Linked DNA regions of Manis pentadactyla: region 2 is linked to region 1. A link is a contact called in public Hi-C data. All regions are on one chromosome and are shown on one strand. The core of a region is the stretch at or near the end of the contact, and the rest is flanking DNA. Distances in the headings are between cores, read along the strand shown.

Evidence for each region. A called contact is a pair of places that touch in the nucleus more often than the background predicts.
Region 2: a Hi-C map of blood shows a contact between it and region 1, with 3 times the contacts expected there. The contact joins the promoter of NFKB2 here to the promoter of PITX3 in region 1. A contact is called at or near these places in 3 of 3 Hi-C or Micro-C datasets (blood, fibroblasts and skin fibroblasts).

What each region holds. Positions count from the first base shown.
Region 1 is chr8:112,813,734-112,818,944 of mManPen7.hap1, reverse strand. PITX3 (paired like homeodomain 3) reads left to right here and starts at 2,734. Exons shown (of 5, transcript XM_036898978.2): 1 at 2,734-2,998; 2 at 4,354-4,466. The coding sequence starts at 4,458.
Region 2 is chr8:112,954,287-112,959,497 of mManPen7.hap1, reverse strand. NFKB2 (nuclear factor kappa B subunit 2) reads right to left here and starts at 3,232. Exons shown (of 23, transcript XM_036898510.2): 1 at 3,084-3,232; 2 at 1,772-1,864; 3 at 1,409-1,490; 4 at 1,252-1,292; 5 at 892-990; 6 at 661-812; 7 at 300-406; 8 at 60-218. The coding sequence starts at 1,792.

The DNA.
Region 1 (5,211 bases), core at 1,485-3,984:
CCACGCCCCTTGAGAAATCGACTTCCTGGACTCCCTCCATCCTAGGACCAGTCCCGAAATTTATTAAAACCTCCTCTCCCGCACCCTCCCATCTGCCTGCCCTGTTTGACTTCTCATAGATATCTATCTCATCCCGACTCTGTTTCTGTGTACTTGAGAAGTAGCAGAAACAAACCTTAGATAGCTAATTCATGTCCCGTCATTTTACAGAGCAGGAAACATGAGTTCCAGAGTGGAAAGATGGCCCCCATGCACACATAACTAGTTGATGGCAGGGCAGAGAGACAAACCCAGGTGTCCTCACCCACAGTCTACCTCTCTTTTTCATTGCCCCTCACTACCTCTTATGCCTTAGTCTATGAGACTGTGACTCCCAGGTATGCCCCTCATACTAAGCCTTGGAAACTCTTTACTTACCTGGAAAAAAAGCTAATTACACAGGTTAGTCCACATCACCAGTGGCAGGAAACTGAAGGCCTGTTTGCCTTAGACCCGCTAAGAAGCCTAAGGACTAGACACTAACCCCAGTCTTCGCTATTCTGTCCCCAGCTGCCTTTCCCTTTCAAGAGATGACGGAGGTTGTTAGGATGTTTACAATTACCTAGAAGTGAAAGGTATAAAAAGAAGACAGGAGGATGGGTTTTCTTGCAGATTGATTGGTGGAATTCTCAGCCTCTCTGCTGGAATAGAGCCCAGGTGTCCCTGAAGACCTGAAGAGTGCTGGGGGGCAATAATAAAAGAAAGACGTCAACTCTTTCCCCATTTCCCCCAATTTATGGATGACACAAGTCCAGGGAAACTCCGTACCTAACCCCATAGGAATGTGGTCTCAGAACCAGACATCCAAAGTCTAACCATGTGCTACGACCCTCCAATTTAAGGAACTCATCAGACCTTACGCCAGACCTTAAGAATTCCTCTACAGCTCCCTGTACTTGTTCATTGAGCCCTGGTCTCTGGGTCAAGCTGAGGGGCTTGCCTCTTTCATCCAGGGAGGATACAACCATCTTAGCAAGTGTTTCCGCAGTACCTTTCATTTGAAAACTGGGATTTGATTTCCTGAGCCTGTCTCAGATTGAGAGGTCCTGATAGCCCACTGGAAAATCCTGTAAGTGGGCCAAACCCTCCCCACTATATTAAAAAAATAACCTAAATGGGTTTATGGGTTAGAGATGAGGAGGAGATAGATGACAATGCCCCAGTCCCTTCTTAGTTCCATCATTTTACCAGGCAAAACAGTTCAGAAATTTCAGTACTGAGTTCCTACATTATTCCTAGGAATAGAAACATGAGGAAGATATGGTGTTTACCTTCCTAAATCTTATCATAGGGGACAACACATAAGCTGATCTCTTCAGTATGGTGGGTAGGGTAAAAGAGGGAGTAGAGAGGGTTAATGGGGGGTTATGGGAGAAAGAGGCTAGACAGCTAGCTAGCTGGAGAGTTGAGGAATTGCTTCCCAGAGAAAATGAGGCCTGATTGGAGCTTAGGAGGATGGACAGAGCTGGCAAGATGAAAACTGGTTGGAAATATGTTACTGTCAGAATAAAGGCCAGAGCTGTGCAGGAAACCAATGAGAGATTGTAGAATAAGACAAGGTCAGGTCCTGAAAGTCTTGTTTGCCATGCTAGGGAGCCTGACCTTTATCTGAGGGCAGTCAGGAGACATCGAAGAGTTTTAAACAAAGACATGACTTGTCAGATTTACTTTAGAAGCATACTGTGTGACAGGGCTTAGGGCCCTCAGGCAACCCAGCCTGACTCCACCTGTTCTTTGGAACATCTGTCCTGTCCCTTGGAACTTCCTAACTAGCAAGCACCAAGGCCACACTTTGCCCGCAGGATTGAACCTGGTTTCATCATTAAGGCTGGGAAAAGATAGCCTGGGCAAGCCAAAGGTGAAGACTGACAGGCAAACCACCCAGAGTTGAGAGGGCCTAGCCCAAATCCTGAGATCCAGCAAAAGTCCCCTTTAATTTTAAGGGTGCACGGGAGTAGGGGGTATAGTTAAGTTACTTGTCCAAGATCACTTGGTGATGGTGTCGTGGTGGCAGGGTTAGAATGTTGCTTTAGTTTGTCTCATTCCAAACTTGGGAAAGGGGCGAGGGCGGGGGTGCGGGGGGCTCAAAGAGAGAAAGATGTGAGGAAAAAGAGGAGCAGAAAGAGAAATTAACCTTTCAAAGTGGCAGAAAAGAAAGGTGAGGAACAAACAGCAGGAGCAAAGCAACGGAGAAGGAAGAAGAGCGAAAGGCGAGACGTGGGAGGATTGGAGCAGAGACAAAAGGTAGGAGAGACAGACAGCAACAAGTGGAAAAAATCTGCGAAACTTGAGCGGCAACCGAGTGAGCGCTGAAACCCTGCGGCCTCTCCCGGCCGCGGAGCCCTTGCATCTGGTACCCCGGGAACCCTATCCCCTAGCATCGCTCCACTTCGCTAGCGTGGGCGGCCTGGCCCGCCCCCCCACAACTAGCCGCCGGCGGACGCTGCTCCACCGGACTCCACCGGACTACACATTCCACTCTACTCTCGCCTGCTCGGTTCTGCCAAAGCGTTCTCGCTGGAGCGCGGTTTCAGCCACGTGGGGGGGGCGTGGCCCGGATGCTAAGGAGCGCCTCCGATTGGCCAGGGGGAGGGGTTCTAGGCGGTGCGCCGGCCGGACCCCTCCCCCGAAGGCGGGGCCTGAAAATTCACAGCTGGAAAGGGTGGAGCCGGGGCAGCGCAGCTGGATGGGGGCGGGGCCCGACGCGCGAGGCTCGCAGCAGCGGGCTGGGGGCGCCCTGGGCTGCCATAAAGTGAATGGACGCCGGCTGGGGGTGGCAGTCCGCGGCCAACCTCCCTCTCTCCCTCAGCGAGTCCAGGAGTGCCGGAGCCGAGCGGCGGCCCAGGCGCAGGGGGGCGGCCCCCACCCCGGCCGGGTGCCCGGCCCCTGGCCCCTGCCTGCCCTCTAGACTGCGGCCGCCGCCAGCGCTGCCGGGAGTCTGCCTGCTGCGGGACTCACTGTGAGTGCTTGACCAAGCGGGGGATAGAGGTTCACGCGGCCAAGGGGCCGTGGCCGAACTTAAAGATCCCTAAAACGGGATCTGGGGTGGCTGAACCCGGGAACGGTACCTGGGGAACGGGTGGTGACTGGGAGGGCGGACTACAGACCCGAAGCCAGGAGTTCGGAAAAGGGAAGGAAACTCAGCGTCAGGACTTAAGAGACAGAAATGAGGATTCAGACGATCCGCAGGGAAACTGGGGACATGAAGCCAGGACAGGAGCTCCACGCAGCAGGGAGTAGAGAGCCGGGGAACCATTACCAGAAAGCGCCCTGGAATCCGGTGGCGCGGGGCGGGCAGCCAGGCAGTGAAAAGGGGTTGCCGAGGCCCTGGCCAGAGGGGGGAGCTGGCGGCGGCCTCCCAGCAATCGGGCAGTTAGCGACACCCGACGCACCTCAGCTGGGCTCAGACTCCAGGGGCTAGGAACAGAAGTGCGTCTGGTCGCACACGCTTCTTTTCCCAGCTGCTTCGCAGTTGCTGTGTGAGCGGTGCTGCTAGAGCCCGGCCGCGCCAGGATCAGATGGCCGCTGTGCAGACAGCAGGGCCGAGACTGGGCAACCCGAGTGACCAGGAGGCAGGTCTGGCTTGTTCTGCTTGGAAAGTCAGGGCCGGGATGGGTCCCGGCTTGGGGCTGTCACGAAATTGGACAGAATGTCCGCTGCGCACGCGGCTCGGGGCGGACAGAATGTCCGGGGCGGCGAGGTGGGTCCCTCCGAAGTAAGCGCTGTGTCGGCAGGCGGCGGACAGAATGTCCCTGGCCGAGTGGCAGGTCCATCTAACCGGCAGCGCCTGCTCAGCTGCTAATACCGTATGCGGTGGGGTTCGTTGTGATGGTTCGCCTCGAATCCCAGCCAACAGTTTGCAAACTTATTTGTGCTGCTCGGGGCTGAGGGGGCCAGGAGCAGGGAGTGAGAGTAAAGGTTGCAGCCTGCCTTTGGCGTGGAGTGGCACTGGGAGACATTTCCTCTCTAACCAAGACTAGCTCCGAGCATCACCCCCAAAATTCCAGAATCCAAATTTGAGGAGAGAAAGCCAATGGTGGGACTGCTAGTAGGAGTCAACACCAGGAAAGGAAGAAATGAACCACAGAGGGCAAGGAGGAGCCCAACACAAACTCAACAGCCTCGGTTCCCTGGCAAACTCAAAGTCAACCCCTTATTCCAATACAGCTGACTAGACACCCCCAGACTCCTGCCGAGGTGTCCCCAGGTAAAAGCTCCTTCCCTGAAGAGGGCAGGAGCCCAGGTCTGAAGAGAAAACTGCAGCCCTTTATCAAAGCAAATCCTATGGTTTCCTTTCCCTTTTTGCTTCCCCAGCTCCACCAATCCCAACACCACCCTGGTGGCTGAGAGAAGGTAGGAAGGAAATTCTGTGCAAGTGAGCAAAACAACCCAGCTGGGGACTGAGTTTTCACGGGGACATGGATAAGGTGATGTGTTTAGCAATGAGTAATCTAAACAAGTGGGTCTCAACCTTTCTCACTCTCCACTCATAAGTATATGATACATACTCCCCACACTCCCACCTCCATTCCTCAATTTTAACGTTTGCTTATCACTGGCTAGGACATTGTTTATCAGCCTTTTTTCTCCCTTGCCCTCTTTTGATAAATATATAGGCACACCCCAATTACCCCCACCATATTCTGATATACGTTTCAGAGCCTTGTGCTACCATCACCTTTGAAATCACTGAAATTATGGGTGAGATAAAAGGCTCTGAAGTCAGGAAAGAAATAGGGACAGCATCACAGATGGTTCCCTTAAGATCTTAGCCCAAAGTTCTGCTTTTGCCAAAAAGACCAAAAACAACAGCATTGTAATGAAGATGACTGGAAACAAGACAGAACTTTCTCCCATCCATGAATAAAACCATGCAACTGAGTGCTTGCCTAGTCACTGGCTCTTAGGGAGCATGTCATGGACCTAGAGAAGGTCAGAGAATGGTCAGCAGAATGGGGAGCTAGGGGCTGCTGGAGAGAGCAACCTTCCAAGTTTAGGCCTCTGGAAGGTGAGATAGGATGGGAATCCACAGAATAATGAAAGGCCTAGATAAGCAGAAGACTCATTTGCTCCCCAAATCCTGAAACCGGAGATGAGGGGGCCTCTTAGAACTGGAATGATGCAAGCTCAGGATGAATAGGAAAATGTTCCTTGGCACACAGTGGGCAGCAA
Region 2 (5,211 bases), core at 1,983-4,482, 140 kb before region 1:
GCTCCCCAGACTCCCTGTGGGTCCCAGGTCTGGCACCCCAGGTGGTCAGGATACTCAACTGCTGTCATGGATGGGCTGGGAGATAACTGGCTTCAGGGGCAGGGAGAAGGATCCATCACTGGCAAGAAGGAAGGCAGAAAAGCGCAGCCGCACAATGCTCAGATCCATCACCTTCTTCAGCTCCTTGGCCTCCTGCTCCAGCTCCCGGCGCTCAGCCTCTGGGCAGTGGGCACACATGTGACCCTTGAACTCCTCTTCTGTCTTTACTCCTTCCATGACTCCCTCCCTCCCCTACATACCTGTGAGGCCCTGGGGCCTGGAGCGGAGTCGCTGCCTCTGAAGTTTTTGTATCATAATCTCCATCATGTTCTTCTTGGTCACATGCAGGACACCCAGGTTGTTAAATCTGAGTGGGGGAGGAGCAGTCAAGGGCCTTGCAGGCAGTTCTTTCCTCCTGAGGCATCCTCCCCACTGCCAGGGCTCAGCTCAGCTCTACTTCCTCTAGGAAACTTTTCTGGTTTTTCCTTGGGGCCTTGAGTTCTGGGGCCAAGGTAAGTCTCCCCTTGGTCCAATGCTAAACTCATAGAAGTGGGCCGGGGCCTAGGACTGGCAGGAAATTAGGAGGCATGCCAATGGGGGCCAGGGGTAGGGGGCACCTACTGGGCAGTCATGTCCTTGGGCCCCACAGACACGGCACAGACCCCCAGCTCCGAGCATTGCTTGCCCACTAGGCTGTGGGCGTGAGCACGCGGCGGGTCACTGTGCGTTACCAGGTCCACCTCGATCTTGGCTGGTCCCTCGTAGTTACAGATCTGGGAGGCGTCAGGGCTGTCAGTAATGCCCTTTGACATACTGTCCACTAGCCCATCCCCCAGCACCATCTTGGCTTACCTTGACAGTGGGATAAGTCTTCCGGCCCTTCTCACTGGAGGCACCTGGCAGTCCTCCGTGGGAGGGGCCTTCACAGCCATACCGAAATCGGAATCCTCGCTGAAGGTCCCAGGGCAGAGTGACATTGTGACCAGGACAGAACCCCCACAGCTCCCCGGCCAGCCATACCCTGGCTAGCAATGACCATGACTGCAGTGACTGTCCTGAACTACAGCCACACCACTGTGATGAGCAGCAGTGAAACATCCCAACTCAAACTGGCCTCTGTGGTCAGTTACCCTCTCCATGGCTACCCAGCTACAATTACCCGACTTGCCCCCAAAGCTGAGCCATCCTATACCATCCCTTCCATTCACTTACCTGCTTAGGCTGTTCCACAATCACCAGGTAGGGGCCATCAGCTGGGGACAGAGGGACCTTGCTGAGCAGGATCTCTGAGCTCATTCACAAAGCAGAGGGCACATGCTCCTCCCTCCCCATCCCTCTAAGACAGGGAGAGGTTAGGGGACTCACTAACCTGTCTCTGAGGCTGGCTCTTTGGGTTCCACAATGGATGGGTTTAATTTGAAATCATCATATTCAATGATGCCATCCAGACCCTAGTGTGGAGACAGACTGTTGGCAGCTGATTCTGAGCCACCCCCAGAGCCCTCCAATTCCCAGTTCTGTAAGCTCCTAGTAACTACTCCCTCCTCCCAAGACCCATAAGAGAGCTTCTATTGGAAGTAGTTTGCAGACAGACTGACTGACAGGCAGGCTGAGATAATCTGAGGGCATTACAGGTGTAGGTGAGCAGTGGGGACTCGGGACAGACAGGCAGACAAGCAGACATACATAAGGGGACAGCCTGCCGGCTTTGAGGCCAGGCAGCGTGACTCACTGGGTCGTAGCAACTGTCCATGTCTCTGGGCTAGGCCCGGCTCTTTCTGGTGGCTCCGGCCCGGTTCTGTTTCCCAGAGTTTCAGAAGCCCGCCTTAGGTGGCGGGGAGTGGTGGGGAGGAGGGGAGAGAGGGAGAGACAGATCAGTACCGGAGTGGGGGGGCAGGCGGCCTAGATCTGGGGGAGGGTCCGATCTCCTCCAGCCACCCGTTCGGGTGTGGCGGGCGAGATCCGGAGCTGGGCAAGGCTGGGCCGGGGAAGGGGCAGGAAAGTTAGAACAGCTTAGGAAAGTCCCGAAAATACCAGGGGGAGGCGGGGCCGGAGGGGGAGGGCCTGGAAATGACATCATTTGCCACGCCCCCGCGGCGGGAGGGGCGGGAGGTCTTTGCTGGCCTTTGGGTGCAGCCAGCCTCTCTGCCGGCAGATGCAACCAGAACTAGGGAAGCCCCCGTGGGGGTTGGACCCCCCTGTTCCCTCCAGGGTAGGCTCCGGGGACGGGAGGGTCTTTCACAGCCCGGAGAGGCTCCTAGTTCAGGGCCTAGTATGCACTCACCCTTTCCCCCTCCCCCGACCTGGAGCAACCTTGGGATTTTCTACCCCGGGGAGGCCACGGCTGATTCACCCTGGGGGCTTTTGGGGGGACATTCCTGCTGTAGGAAGGCCTCCTCTCCGAAGGCCTGTAGGCGGGGGCTCTTCCCAGTGGGGGGCCCCGGGGTTCTGCCCAGAAACGGGACTCTGGGGCTGTGGGGCTGAGGGAGGAGGGGTGTCCCCTCCTCGGGATTGGCTCCTCTGTTACCTCTTCCCGAGACATCCTAACAGCTGTTGATTCCCACGCCGCACCGGCTCTGGGTGGCCACGTTCCCTGGCCCCAGTCATTGCCTCCATCACAGGTATACAAGTGTTTTTTGGCCCGTGTGCTTGTGTGCATGGCACCAACATGCGTGTGCAAGTGTTCATGTCTGTACAGGTGAGCGTCCTTAAACTTATCAGTGTGGACATGTCTGGATGTATAAAGGCAAAGGTGAACATATCTGAGTTTGTGCGTGAAGGGTATGGGGCCAGGCATCCGTGCACGGAAGAGCATGTTTGTGCATGCGTGTGCGAGTCTGAGTGCACGGACGGTTGCTGTGCACACACCGCCATACGTGTAGTTGTACATTTGAGTCAAGGATATCCATGTATCTTGTTCGTGTGCTTGCTTTGCGTCTGTGTGCATAAGCCGCTCTCCAGCCCTGGGGCTCGGTCAGTTAAGGGCCCTCCTTCCGCCCTTCTCCATGTCCCGGCCGCCCGGGGATCTGAACCTGCCCACTCACCGCGGCGGCGGCTCCGGTTCCGGCTTCTCTCCCGGCCTGACCCACGTTGAACGGGTCGCGACACCTCTTTAGCCACCAGGCTCCAGCCGGGAAAGCCCCTTTTCGGCCCCCGGGAGGGGGCAATTCCCGTGACGTTTCCGTGCGTCACGCCCCATGCCCTTTTTCATTGGCTGAAAGTTTAACTCCCGGACTGGCGCAGCCAATCAGGCGCGCCCCTTAGAGGGGAACTATTCCCTCAGAGTAAGGAGCCCAGAGTAGGGAGGGTGGTCAACCAAGGGGCGAGCTCTCGCAAGGGGACCAGCTCCAGGCAGTATCCGCTAGCCTAGCACCTTCCCTCGGCAGAAGGCCCTGGCTCCAGTCTCCTTACTCAGACGGCTAACAGCACTCGTCATTACTTGGGTTATGCCGCTCCTAAGGCTTGGTCACCTCTGAAGCCGGGGAACCCCAGGGGGAAGCTGGTAGGCCCCAGCCCTTCGGTCCCTCGAGCGGAGCGGGGCCCCGCTGCCGGGAAGTTAGGGGAAGAGGAAGGAAGTTGATCTTGCAGAGGGTCCCAGGGCGCCATCTGGCGGCGTCTCTGGAGCCGCAGGGAGGCTGCGTAATCCTCTTCTGTAGCTCTGTCTTCCCTGCAGGAGACAACCTGGATCTAAAACGTACTCTTGTTAATGGTAGGCTCACAGCAGCCAGACTTTAAAAACTGAGCTCAGGAGCTCTGCGCGGGGGGAGGGACATGAAGTGTTTATCTGGGAGACTCAGGCCTTGCTCATCCACCACGGAGACTTGGAACATGAGAGTTGAAAAGGCATCTAAAATATTTATATTTGAACTCCTTTGGTTGTAGGAAATCGCAATCGCATATGGACCCAAAGTCTGCTTGAACAATTCTAGCTGCAGCGAGGTCAGTATAGGATTTCACAAAGTACTGAGCAAAGCTAGACATCTCTGGCTGGTAGAGTTTCTTTTTAGAAGAAACTCTTTCTATGCAGCTGTATTCACAGAGCATTCTCCTTTAAGCTAACGGTAGGACACAGGCTTTTTCAGATCTTTCCTGCAACTTGCACCTGAACTAATGGAATTAGGGGCCTGCACTATCTCTGCTTAAAGGGGGACTCTTACGGCCTTTGATTTGGGCTATTTCTTGTTACTTCCCTGGCTTCTTCATTTTGCCCATAGATGGAATGCACCAGGTATTATTAACATACTTGAGTATAAATTATTCTTTCTCCCAACAAACCTAGGAGGTAAATATTACCCTTACTGATGAAGAAATTATGGCTCAGAGAGGTGAAGTAACAACCAGATACACAGAAAAGGACAGAGTGAACATTTAAACCCAGTCTATTAACTCTAGGATGAACCTCTTATCCCTAAATTTGTATAAAACAAAGCAGGTCGGTCTTTTCACCCCACTGGGCATCTCAAGTGAATATCATAAAATACCAACAATTTGCTGAAATCTAGGGATATATTATCTACATTCCTCTGGTAAATCAGATCCTTAACTTTTAAATTAAAATGAAATGAGGTTAGTTTGGTATACTCCAAATTAATGCTGGTTACCACTAATCACGAATGTCCTTTCAGAGTGCTCATAAACCACTAGCTGAAATCGGCATGAATTCTTCCAGTTTCCACATGTCTCTAAAAGCACCCCAAAGGGTTAAGCTATTTTAGTTATAAAATGCTGAGCTATAATTTATCTGAAGAGTTAAAAAAACTTTTATTATAGAAAATTTCAAACATGAAGAGTGGAGAGAATAGTACAATGAAACTTCTATTATACTGAAACTCTCAACTGTACCCCTCAATCAGACCCATAAGTCCCAGTGCTGGCCTGGAGATTTTAACTGATTCAAAGTAGTTTATTGACGGTTGCTCTAGCTTCATATATCTAGGATTAAGAAACCTCTTCATTGTTTGTTTCACTAATTTCCAACCTAATGATTATCTCTGTTTCTATGCCCAGCTGGAGCACTATGCCTGGCCCAAGGCAGAGGCACCATGAATTCACTCCATTCACTCACCAATAGTGAGGGCTTACTCTAGAAAACAATGTCCTTGTTTGCAGATAAAAATCAAGTGGATATATGTCAGTTGGTGATTAAGTGCTACGGAGAAAAAGAAAGTAGAT